Regions from separate parts of the Callithrix jacchus genome. Here region 2 is linked to region 1. Evidence: chromatin contacts called from public Hi-C data. All regions are on one chromosome and are shown on one strand. The core of a region is the stretch at or near the end of the contact, and the rest is flanking DNA. Distances in the headings are between cores, read along the strand shown. Region 1 overlaps LEMD3 (LEM domain containing 3). Region 2 holds the start of LEMD3 (LEM domain containing 3).

What was found. A called contact is a pair of places that touch in the nucleus more often than the background predicts.
Region 2: a Hi-C map of skeletal muscle shows a contact between it and region 1, with 2.3 times the contacts expected there. The contact joins the promoter of LEMD3 here to the enhancer-like site in region 1. A contact is called at or near these places in 2 of 3 Hi-C or Micro-C datasets (both in skeletal muscle).

The regions. Positions count from the first base shown.
Region 1 is chr9:54,046,219-54,051,452 of calJac240_pri, forward strand. LEMD3 (LEM domain containing 3) reads right to left here. Exons shown (of 14, transcript XM_054238317.2): 3 at 4,748-4,785; 4 at 160-226. Among named protein-coding and RNA genes, the nearest start is that of LEMD3, 46 kb to the right of the region's middle. Within about 2 kb of position 1,688, at least 1 of the 16 cell types and tissues checked has an H3K27ac peak or open chromatin away from gene starts, as enhancers often do. A contact at or near this core is called in skeletal muscle, where this site is marked.
Region 2 is chr9:54,093,349-54,098,485 of calJac240_pri, forward strand. It overlaps LEMD3 (LEM domain containing 3), which reads right to left and starts at 1,768. Exons shown (of 14, transcript XM_054238317.2): 1 at 233-1,768. The coding sequence starts at 1,754. It overlaps LOC144577592 (a long non-coding RNA gene), which reads left to right and starts at 1,800. Exons shown (of 2, transcript XR_013521774.1): 1 at 1,800-1,963; 2 at 2,085-2,294.

The DNA of each region.
Region 1 (5,234 bases), core at 438-2,937:
ATATAAAAATAAAAAATCACTCTGTATAGGCAAGAAAAACTTCTAAAGAAAAATATTCCACAAATATAACATTGGATTTGAAAAAATATTTCTGCTAATGACATGCAACATATACAAATAATTTTTTTAAAAACATTTTAGTGACTATAAAACTATTACCTGCAAGCTGTGCCAATCGATCATGAAGCTTATATAATGTGTTCATCATAAGATTTTTTTCACTTTCCTAAAATTAAAAGAAGTGATTATGAAATACCCAATTCCAAGAAAAAAAATACACCAAATAATTCTTATTCAAAAAACCAGTAAATTAAAAATCACAGAAGCTACATTATCTGAAAGACAAATTCATATTTAAATAATGGGTACCATATTTTTAAGAAACCTTAATCTAAGACTCTAAATTACCACTCTAAATATTTCACTTTCTGGAGAATGATTTAAAAATTGGCATAAGGTTAGTGGTAAAAAAAAGGTCTCACAGACAATAAACTCCATCAACCACCAAAGAAAAGTTCCCAATCCCCCTCTATACAATGCATGCTTATGTAAATTGTTCATATGAGACTGTTTTCTTCATCAAGGCTGCCCTTCATGTTTTGTTTTAATCTGACTCAACCACATAAAACTAAGGGAATGAGTTTTGGCACGCTGACTGATATTCAGTTCTCTCCTGGGTTCCCAAGGTGCCCCTGTATAAACATATGAACCATTTAAATGAAACAAACATTCAATAAACATCTACTAGGAGTTAAGAACTGTTCTCTCATCCAAGTGACAGACCCAGTGAACAAGATGGTTCCTGTTCTCAAGGGCAAAAAACATAGTAAATGTTATATAACAACTGCAGAATAATATAGAAGATTCTCTTCCTTCCTCCTTCTGTAAATACAGAAGGAGAAGGAGGAGGGAAGAGAATTTATGGAACAGAATATTTGAGTCCAATTTCAAAGGAAAAAGTAACAGATCAGCATTCTAGGCAAAAGGAAGACCCTGAGCAAGGGCACGAAGGCATGAAAGCATTGGTTATATTTCTTACATAACCAGTAGCCTAGTTTGATTCAGCAAACTATTAGAAAAGTAGTTAACTACCAGACAACCCTGGATAGCAAAACAGAGAGTTTGACTTCATTCTGAAAATTTAGCAGCAGAGTTAAATAGACTTGTGCATCAGAAATACTACCCAAACCAGAATGTAGAGGCTGGCCTGGAAGCAGAAATAATTGTATGAAAAGAGTTAACATAGAGAAGTATTGAAATGGTATACCCTAAGCACCTGCCAAATAGTCTAAAGCAACAAGACCTCCAATTTAAGAGCAATTACAATCAAGAAGGATCAATATAAATGATGGAGGAGGGTAGGCTGCGGAGGGGGTAATAACTTATCATACTATCTAAAATAAATTCATGATTCATCAGGGGGCTCCATCTTTATTATTTTTTTTCTTCCTCAAGTTTCCAACAAAACAGAATTACTGGATGAATAGGATCATGGAGCAAATTGAAGCAAGATATAAAAGGCTAGAAAAGTAACACTTTATACGTCTAATAACATGCAACCTCATCCATTTATTTTGTGCTGTATGTTCAGGGACAGAAGAGAACAAGTTTGCACACTATGGGTGGCATGCTTTGGTCACTGCAGCTTTAACCAGTGACACTAAGAAGAAAACTCAGCAAAAGCGCCAAGATCCTAACACCAGAGTCCCTAGTTTTATGTCAGATGGTTGACTGAGATAAGTTAGTTATTCCTTCAGTTTACTACTTGCCTTCCTATATATACATTTTTGCTTCAACTTTATCTCAATCAGATTCTGAATCAAGCCAGTCCTTATCTTCACATAAAATCAAAAATTCAAACTGCAAAAATCAGACATCAAAAAGTAAAAGCAGGGTCTGAAACTCAGGTTTCTAAAGCCTAAGCATTTGTGATACATTAAACCATGAAATCATTTGTAATAAATATCTTCAACATAACAGGATGAGTAGGTGTTCCATTAATAGTGTAGTTTATGGATGTGACACATAAAACCAAGGTGAATCTAGTTAAGCTTTGGGATTAAAGCAACTGAAAGTTTTGTGTTTCTTTCCTCTAATCTGGATAAGAGACTGATTTCCTTTTTGTTTTATATGTCCTATCATGCTCTTCCTCACTTCCCTTTCAAAATTTAAACATTTGGCATCTGTCCTCTGTGATTACATCTTTAATAAACTTAAGAGGGACCTAGAAATAAACTTCAGTTTTTGACTCACAGATATTAAACACTGGACTAGTTAAGTAGAATTAACAAAACTTAACCAGATAGAACTGATCTCATACTGGATGACGTTCATATTGTCACATTCTCATACAAATAACTTAAGAACTCAGAAAGCTCAACTATAGATTTTTACAAGAATTATCTTTCCAATGAAAATTTATTTAAGATCGGGTAAGGGGGCCCACACCTGTAATCCCAACACTTTGGGAAGCTGAGGCAGGAGGACTGCTTGAGCTCAGGAATTTAAGACCAGCCTGGGCAATGTGGCAAAACCTTGTCTCCACAAAAAATACAAAAATCAGCCAAGTGTGGTGGTGCACACCTGTAGTCCCAGTTCCTTGGGAGACTGAGGTGAGGATCACTTGAGCCCAGGAGGTTGAGGCCGCAGTGACTCGTGATCACGCCACTGCACTCCAGCCTGGGTGATGAAATGAGACCTTGTCTCAAAAAAAAAAAAGAAGAAGAAACAGAATTTAAATGACCATCTATATACCAGAAGGGCCTCAACTGCTACCTAAATGGCTGACTAAATTATAATCTAAGTAGGTATTTATGATATATACTATTTACTTTATCTATCTATCTATCTATCTATCTATCTATCTATATTTACAGTCTTGCTCTGTCACCCAGGCTGTAGTAGGGTGCAGTGGCATGATGATATATGTTGTTAAGTGAATGAATACACTTTGAGAAAGAAATAGAAAGGTTTTGGTTCAATTATCTTTAGTACCAGTACACTAAACTAGCAGTAAATCTGAGAAGTATGTAAATCAACTTTTACGATTACTTACTGGTTTACAGTTTGATTATACCCTTCTTCCATTTTGACTGCTTTTCAGATTGTCTCCTAATATTGCAGCTTAATATCTAACTATGGGCTTCCCTAAGCATTCTGCAAATTAGTTAGAGTTTCACAAGTAAATACATAAAATAAGCTTTCAAATAATCTTTCATTAAATAAAGGCAATTTTATTATTTGAATTAGCAACTTTCTAATTCTGTGTTTTAGTAAGGCCCAGATTATTGTTTTTCATTTTGGAGGGAAAAAAATCTATAAGGTGACTCTATCCAATTTTCTCATATATTGTCACCATTAAATATTTCCCTCTTCAATCCTCAGCCAATTTTCTCTTCAAGGATATTTTCAACTGTCTGTATTATGCCTTTGATTAAATTATAATGAATTTTAACACTTGTGGTACGGTTTGGCTCTGTGTCCCCACCCAAATCTTGAATTTAATAAACCTCACATGTCATGGGAGGTAACTGAATCATGAGGTGGGTTTTTTTTCCTCCATGCTACTCCCATGAAGGGATAGTCAATAAGTCTCATGAGAGCTGATGGTTTTATAAAGGGGAGCTGCCCTGCATATGCTCTTTTGTCTGCCACCATGTAAGACATGACTTTCACCTTCTGCCATGATTGTGAGGCCTCCCCAGTCATGTGGAACTGTGAGTCAGTTAAACCTCTTTCCTTTACCCAATCTTGGTATGTCTTTATTAGCAGCGTAAGAACAGACTAATACAACTTGGCATGGGGCCTTGTACAGAATGAACATTTAATATAAGTAAACAACCATTATCTTAATTATAATTATTACTATTATTCAGAAGTTCAGAACTTCAGTTTCCTCCATGGGAAAAATTAAGCAGAAGAAAACAGTCTTCTATTTCCAATGTTCAGGATATATATATACATACATATATACCAAATTTAAATTATGACACTGTAGCAGTGTTATACTTAATAATGCAACTGAATAAGTCAACTTTGTTTTAAACAAATATCACCACAACAGAATATTACTAATCATTTCAGAGTTCCACTTTAACAATAGAAAGTAATATTCTATGGATGTGATTACACATTATTACACATCCTTCAGTACAACAAATAATGTTTTCTATACAGGTCTATATAACAGTTCCTATAATAAATAAACAACTAATTACAAGCTTAAACATCATCATCTCCGACATCCCTGCAATGATGGGTAAGTGAAAAATATCTTTATATAAGTAAAATTTAGGTTAAAATTAGTATTATAGCACTCTTTAAAACAAAAGAAATAGTCTGAAGGATATGCTTCCTTTCTAAGTCCTTTGAATGGTCAAATAGGCATTCCAATATGGAGAAGATCCAAAGAGGTAAAATGAGGGCAAAACGGACAAAAACTCTAAGGTATCCAACAACTAAAGGGAACAGGCATACTTTTATGTGTAAGATCAGATCCATTGATGATATGCCACTCTCATTTTACTTGGCAGCTGTCTTTTACAGTAAAGTGATGAACACTTCAGCTCTTAGGATAAAATCTGTGTCAGATTTAATTATACTACAGTTAGGGAATACTCAGAATAAGAAAACCTGTTGTTTTATACTAAAATAACCTTAAAATTAATATTTTTTTAGTTGATAGTCATCCTATACTTCCATCATATAAAACATGACACAAAATTATCAGTACTGATCTTTTACTTACTTGTATTTTTCCAAATGTTTCATCAAAGGGGTTTTCTACTATCAAGAAAAGAAAAAAAAGGGAAGTATTAGCATCACTTAAGAATTAAAATCCCCCAAACAAACTCTGAACTGCCAGCATGTACTTTGCTAAAATAGGATATAAATATGCAAACCAAATGTAAACAAACTAGTGATAATAAAGGTTGAGGAAGTACTTTTTCAGACTTATACTTATTCTCATGTTGAATTCGTGGTTTTCCTCATAATCATTGAAATAAAGTGTTCTGGTGTCAGAGAAACTGAGTTCAAGTACCAGCTCCACCTCTACCACTTATTAGCAATGTCTCCTTGAACTAACATCTAATTAGCTACCCTAAATTGCAGTTTCTTCTTTAAAGGAGTATGGATAACAATGATACCTACCTTAAACAGTTGTTTTCAGGATTAAATGAGATACACAAGATAAAATGTTTGACACCATGTCAAGCACTTAATATGCACTCAAT
Region 2 (5,137 bases), core at 518-3,017, 47 kb after region 1:
ATAAATTGTTTTGAATTTCACAACACATCATGCAGAAAACTTTTAAAACCAGCCATATGATATCATTTCGATAATGGTGCTCTTTTTTAATGAAAGATGACACACACACTCACTGCTGGGGTTAAACCACGTTCTTGCAGGTAAGTCACTTCACGTAAAATGCTAAGAGCGGCTAAAGCGGACCACTAACAACATTCCCTTTGTTGCCTTACCCACAGGATTTAATACTTACTGCTGAGTTCTCCATCCTCAGACACTCCTGTTCCTCTCATTCCTAGGTAAGTCAGTCCCAGTATTAGGAAAAATAAGCAGGCAGCGGTTAAGAGAAACATCGACAAGTAGTGGGCACTGAAACTCCCTGTTGGGGACACCTCCTCCCGTTTAAATTGCTGGAGAAGTTCCTCTTCTGGTTCAGAAAGCTTCGGTTTGTTGTATGTGTTTTTCAGGTAGGTATGATTGGAGCCCGTATGATTGGCGTGATTGATCCTGAGTGAACCAGAGGCAGCCACCGCCGCACTGGGAGGGAGACTGTTAGAATAAATCCTGGGGGAGTCCACATTGAAGGCCCCACCGCCAATATGATTATTGGTTTTCAGAAGGGAGCCTGTTGACGAATCCAAGGTTGAGTCCAGGTCAGTAAGTGGCGGGGGCAGGAGAGGGGTCAGTTTTTTAGCATTAACACGATATCTAGGAACTGGGCTGGAGTCCACTTGATCACACCCTCCTCCCTGCTCCGCGGCCGCCGCCTCTTCGAGGTTTCGGCTCCCGTCTAGACTCCCGGCAGCCGCCGCCCTGTCATTCATCGCGAGTCCTCCCCCTCCCTGAGCTGAAGTCTCCAGCCTGCCGCCGGCCGATTTAACAGTCAGCGGGGAGAGAGGCTTACTATGGGTCCGTCTGGGCCGATGCCGGGAAAGGGAGTCGTCCTTTAATACCTGTCTGGTGGAGGCCACGTCGTCGTCGTCCTCTTCCTCTGAGTCCGAATAGTTTTCCCGGCAGCTGTAGGGGACAAGCCGGCTGCCATTCACTGTCCGGCTGGCCCAGAGCGGCTCCTCGGCCTCCGGGTCCCTCTCTTCACCGTCCTCTCCCTCCCCTTCCTCGTCCTCCACTGCTCCATCTTTCCCCGCCGCAGTCTGCAGCTCGGGGCCCGCCGGCCTCCTGGCCCCCCACCACGAGTGGGGCTTCCTTCGCTCGGCCGAGTTGCTGTTAGTCACCTCGCTGGCGGCCAGGGACGCCGGTGGCGCTTTGAGCCCGCGGTACTGGAGCGAAGCCCGGTCTTTCCTCCCGCCGCCGCCGGCCTGGTCTTGGGGACTGGCCTCCACGTCCGACTCGTCCGAGCTGAAGCCCAGCAGCACTTTGCTGCCAGCCGCGGGGGCGGCGGAGGAGCCCCCGGGCCCTCCCAGGAGGCTTTCCGGGCCAGAGGCCGAGATTCGGCACAGGCCCCCAGGGGTCCGTAAGTAGGAGAGGTCGCCCGAGACCGGCCGGACCCCCATCCCCGCGGCCGCTGCCGCCGCTGATCCCGCGGCTGCGACCGTGGCGGCTGCCGTGTTATTGTTATTACTGTTCCGCGTCTTGTTGCCGCGGCCCCCCGACCGGTGCTGCTGCTGCTCTTCCTCTCGAAGCTTCTTCAGCTTCTTGAGGTAGACTGGGCGGGTGCTCTCCGTCACTGGTCCAGGAGACAGGCCGTAACGGCGGAGCTGAGAGAAAAGCTCCTCATCTGAGAGCTGCTGAGGCGCCGAAGCCGCTGCCGCCGCCATTTTCTCTCCAGGGTGTTTTACAAGCTCCGCGCTACCGGAAGTGACGCGCCGCCCTAGACCCTGAACTAGACCGCGCTGCGTCGCCCTCTCAGCGCCGTGGGTGTCTCGGCCAATCGGAGACGCGGGAGGAGCTCACCTGAGCGGGAAAGAGCCACCTGAGCAGTGAGCGGCTCCCACGGCAGAGACTGTGTCTACTCTCTCACCTTGAGGTGTCGGCGCATTCTCCCCCTCCTCTCCGTCCCGTCTCCGGCTGTTCTCCACCCTGCCCTTCCAAGTGCCATTCCCGGGAGCTGTCTCTTACTAAACCACACCTTGACCTCTCCATCCTAGGTTCCTGCCACTGGGCAGTAATAATTGAAATCTACCTTGAAGTTCATGGCATAAGTTTTCTTTACATCTGGATTCCCACTGCCGAGGGAGCCTAGACCGACTGAACGAAATTCTGCTGGCCAGACTAGATTGGCAGCTTTCCCGTCTGACTTCAGGTTGTCTATTTTCAGTTCGTCTTTCGCTTGACTTACAAAAATAAAAAAACAAAAATTAAGTGACTTTCTCTCGCTGCTCTTTTTGAGAAGCGTTTCCTCTCCTATTCCGAGAAAATACAGAGTACATCAATCACAATACAATTTTATTCTAGAGTAATGGCTGTTCGTTCATCAGTTAATTGGAAGACATTATCTTTCTTTTTCCTTTTTTGAAACCTAATGACTTTACTACGTCAGCATTTTTGAAAGTGAAAGAGCTTATCTGCTTCATTTTAAGACTCGAAGACATAACACATGACCCTATTTACTTACTTCTTAGCACCTTTCCAACCATAGTTATTATTTATTAATAAATATTTGTATTTGTTTATTTTCAAAATTATTTATTTTCCTATCCTTTTAGACTATAATAAGTTCCATGTGTGGAGGAACCTTGCTTCTGTTATTCATGATACTTGTAGAAGCTCAATAAATATTTGTTGAATGAATTAAAGAATTGCAAAGAGAGGATAGTATGAGATGAATATTTTGAAATGAGACCAGTGCCAAGTGAGGTGGAGAAACCTTCACACAAAGTCAAAAAAAAAAAAAAAAAAAAGACCTGGAAACCCAACTCTTCCATTTACGGAATAGGAAACGAATCCCAGAGAGTTGAAATGTGCCCAGTGTGGTAAAGCTCTCTTCCTATTTTCCCATTTCCCCAAACCTTGGCAGACAGACAATTCTTTAGTTCTTCAATCCTATTAGCTACAAAATGCTACAATAATGTTTTTTCTGTTGAATGAGTTATTTTACCTATTACATTACACCCCGTACAGAAAAAATGTTAGCCAAAAGCATAGATCAGGCTGGGTGCGGTGGCTCGTGCCAGTAATCGCAGCACTTTGGGAGGCAGGGGTAGGTGGATCACAAGGTCAGGAGTTTAAGACCGGCCTGGCCAACGTGGTGAAACCCTGTCTCTACTAAAAATACAAAAAAAAAAAAAAAAAAAAAAAAAAAGATAGCCAGGTGTGGTGGCAGGCACCTGTAATCCCAACTACTCGTGAGGCTGAGGCAGGAGAATCTCTTGAACCCAGGAAAGTGGAGGTTGCTATGAGCTGAGCTGAGATTGCGCCACTGCACTCTAGCCTAGGCAACAAGAGTGAGATTCCTTCTCGAAAAAAAAAAAAAAAGCACAGATACTAGCTTTTCTATATCCAGAATCAAACAGCAGAATAATACTAACCCTAATTTTTTACTTTTCCTAGCAAAAGCTTGCCATCTTCTCAAAAGAAAAAAAGCTTTTATGTGGAGGACAGTCACTTGTCCTTTAATCGTTGAGCCTTTAAGATTTACAAATGTTCTTGAATCTATTACTGTTATGCACTTATAAGAGAATTTTGCAAAGTAAATTATAGTGGCTATGATGATGACCCAGACTTTATTGCCGTAATTATCTGGGTGGGGACTAAAATTATTATAAACTTAGCGGACTTGTGTCTCCATGTAGCAGAGTGGTTAAGCTGTGAGGTTTGGAGTTAAATGAAACTAGATGTGGACCCAGCCCTGTCTCTTACTTTCATTCTTGGTTCAACATTTGCTTTATACCATACTGGCTTCTCTGATAGGAATCATAGCAGTCAGTGAACCTAGAGGTCATGAACATAGAGGTTTATGAACCTTTAAATGACCTCCTATAGAGACTGTTGAATCATTTATACTTCTGCCTGTGACTTTGGGCAAGTTAATTCATGCTTTCAAACTTTAGTTTCTGTACAAACAGAAGAGGGGTGATAAAACTTCCTCAGAAGGCTGTTTTAAGGAGTAAATTAGACTGTATCTGCATAATGCCTAGCACCATACCTAACACACAGTGTGCACTCAACAAATGTTAGTCAATATTATAAAGGTAAGCATTTTGTGCAGCCATTTCAGTAGCATGGCTTCTGAGAACTCTATGTAATAGCAATTAAAGGAAATGCTACTCCATAGACAAAAAATGGAAACGTTCAAACTTTGCATGAGGCATTACGTAATCCCAATTAAAAGTTAATGAAGATCAAGGGGCTTGGTAAACAGTCATTGGTCATTTCAGCCCTTTGGGTCAGCAACGTTTGGACCAGGAACCAAAGGTTTACAATTTCAAGTTGTGTGATTTAGGGCAAATCCTAGGCTCTCAGAACCTTAATTTATTATTTTTTAAAACGTGGATGGCTGGATGCTGAGAGTTCATTTCCTTAAAGAATGTCGTTTCTGGTTCGTTATTAGAAACAGTTGTATTTTTCCAGAGCAGTTCATTTGTTTTTGTTTTAATATTTACTGAAATGATATCCACATAACATTAATTGTTTTATTTTATTTTGTTTTTGAGACAAAGTCTGGCTCTGTCACCCAGGCTGGAGTGCAGTGGCGCCATCTCAGCTCACTGCAACCTCTGCCTCCTGGGTTCAAGCGATTCTCCTGCCTCAGCCTCTCGAGTAGCTGAGACTACAGGTGCATGCCACCATACCTGGCTAATTCTTATATTTTTAGTAGAGATAGGATTTTGCCATGTTGCCCAGGCTGGTCTCAAACTCCTGAAACATTTTCATCACCCCAAAAGTAGATCCAGAACCATTAAGCAGCCACTTGCTATTCTCCTCTCTCCCCAGCCCCTGGCAACTACTAATATACTTCTTGTCTTTAGGGACTTAACTCGTCTGGATATTTTATGTAAATGGGATCATACATTACATGACCTCTTGTATCTGGCTCCTTTCACTTAACATAATGTTTACAAGGTTCATACATGTTGCAGCATGTATCAGAACTTCATTTCTTTTTATCGCTGAATAATATAATATTTCATTATATAAATATGACACATTTATCCATCTGTTGATGAAGACTTTGGTTGTTTCCACCTTTGGTTATTGTGAA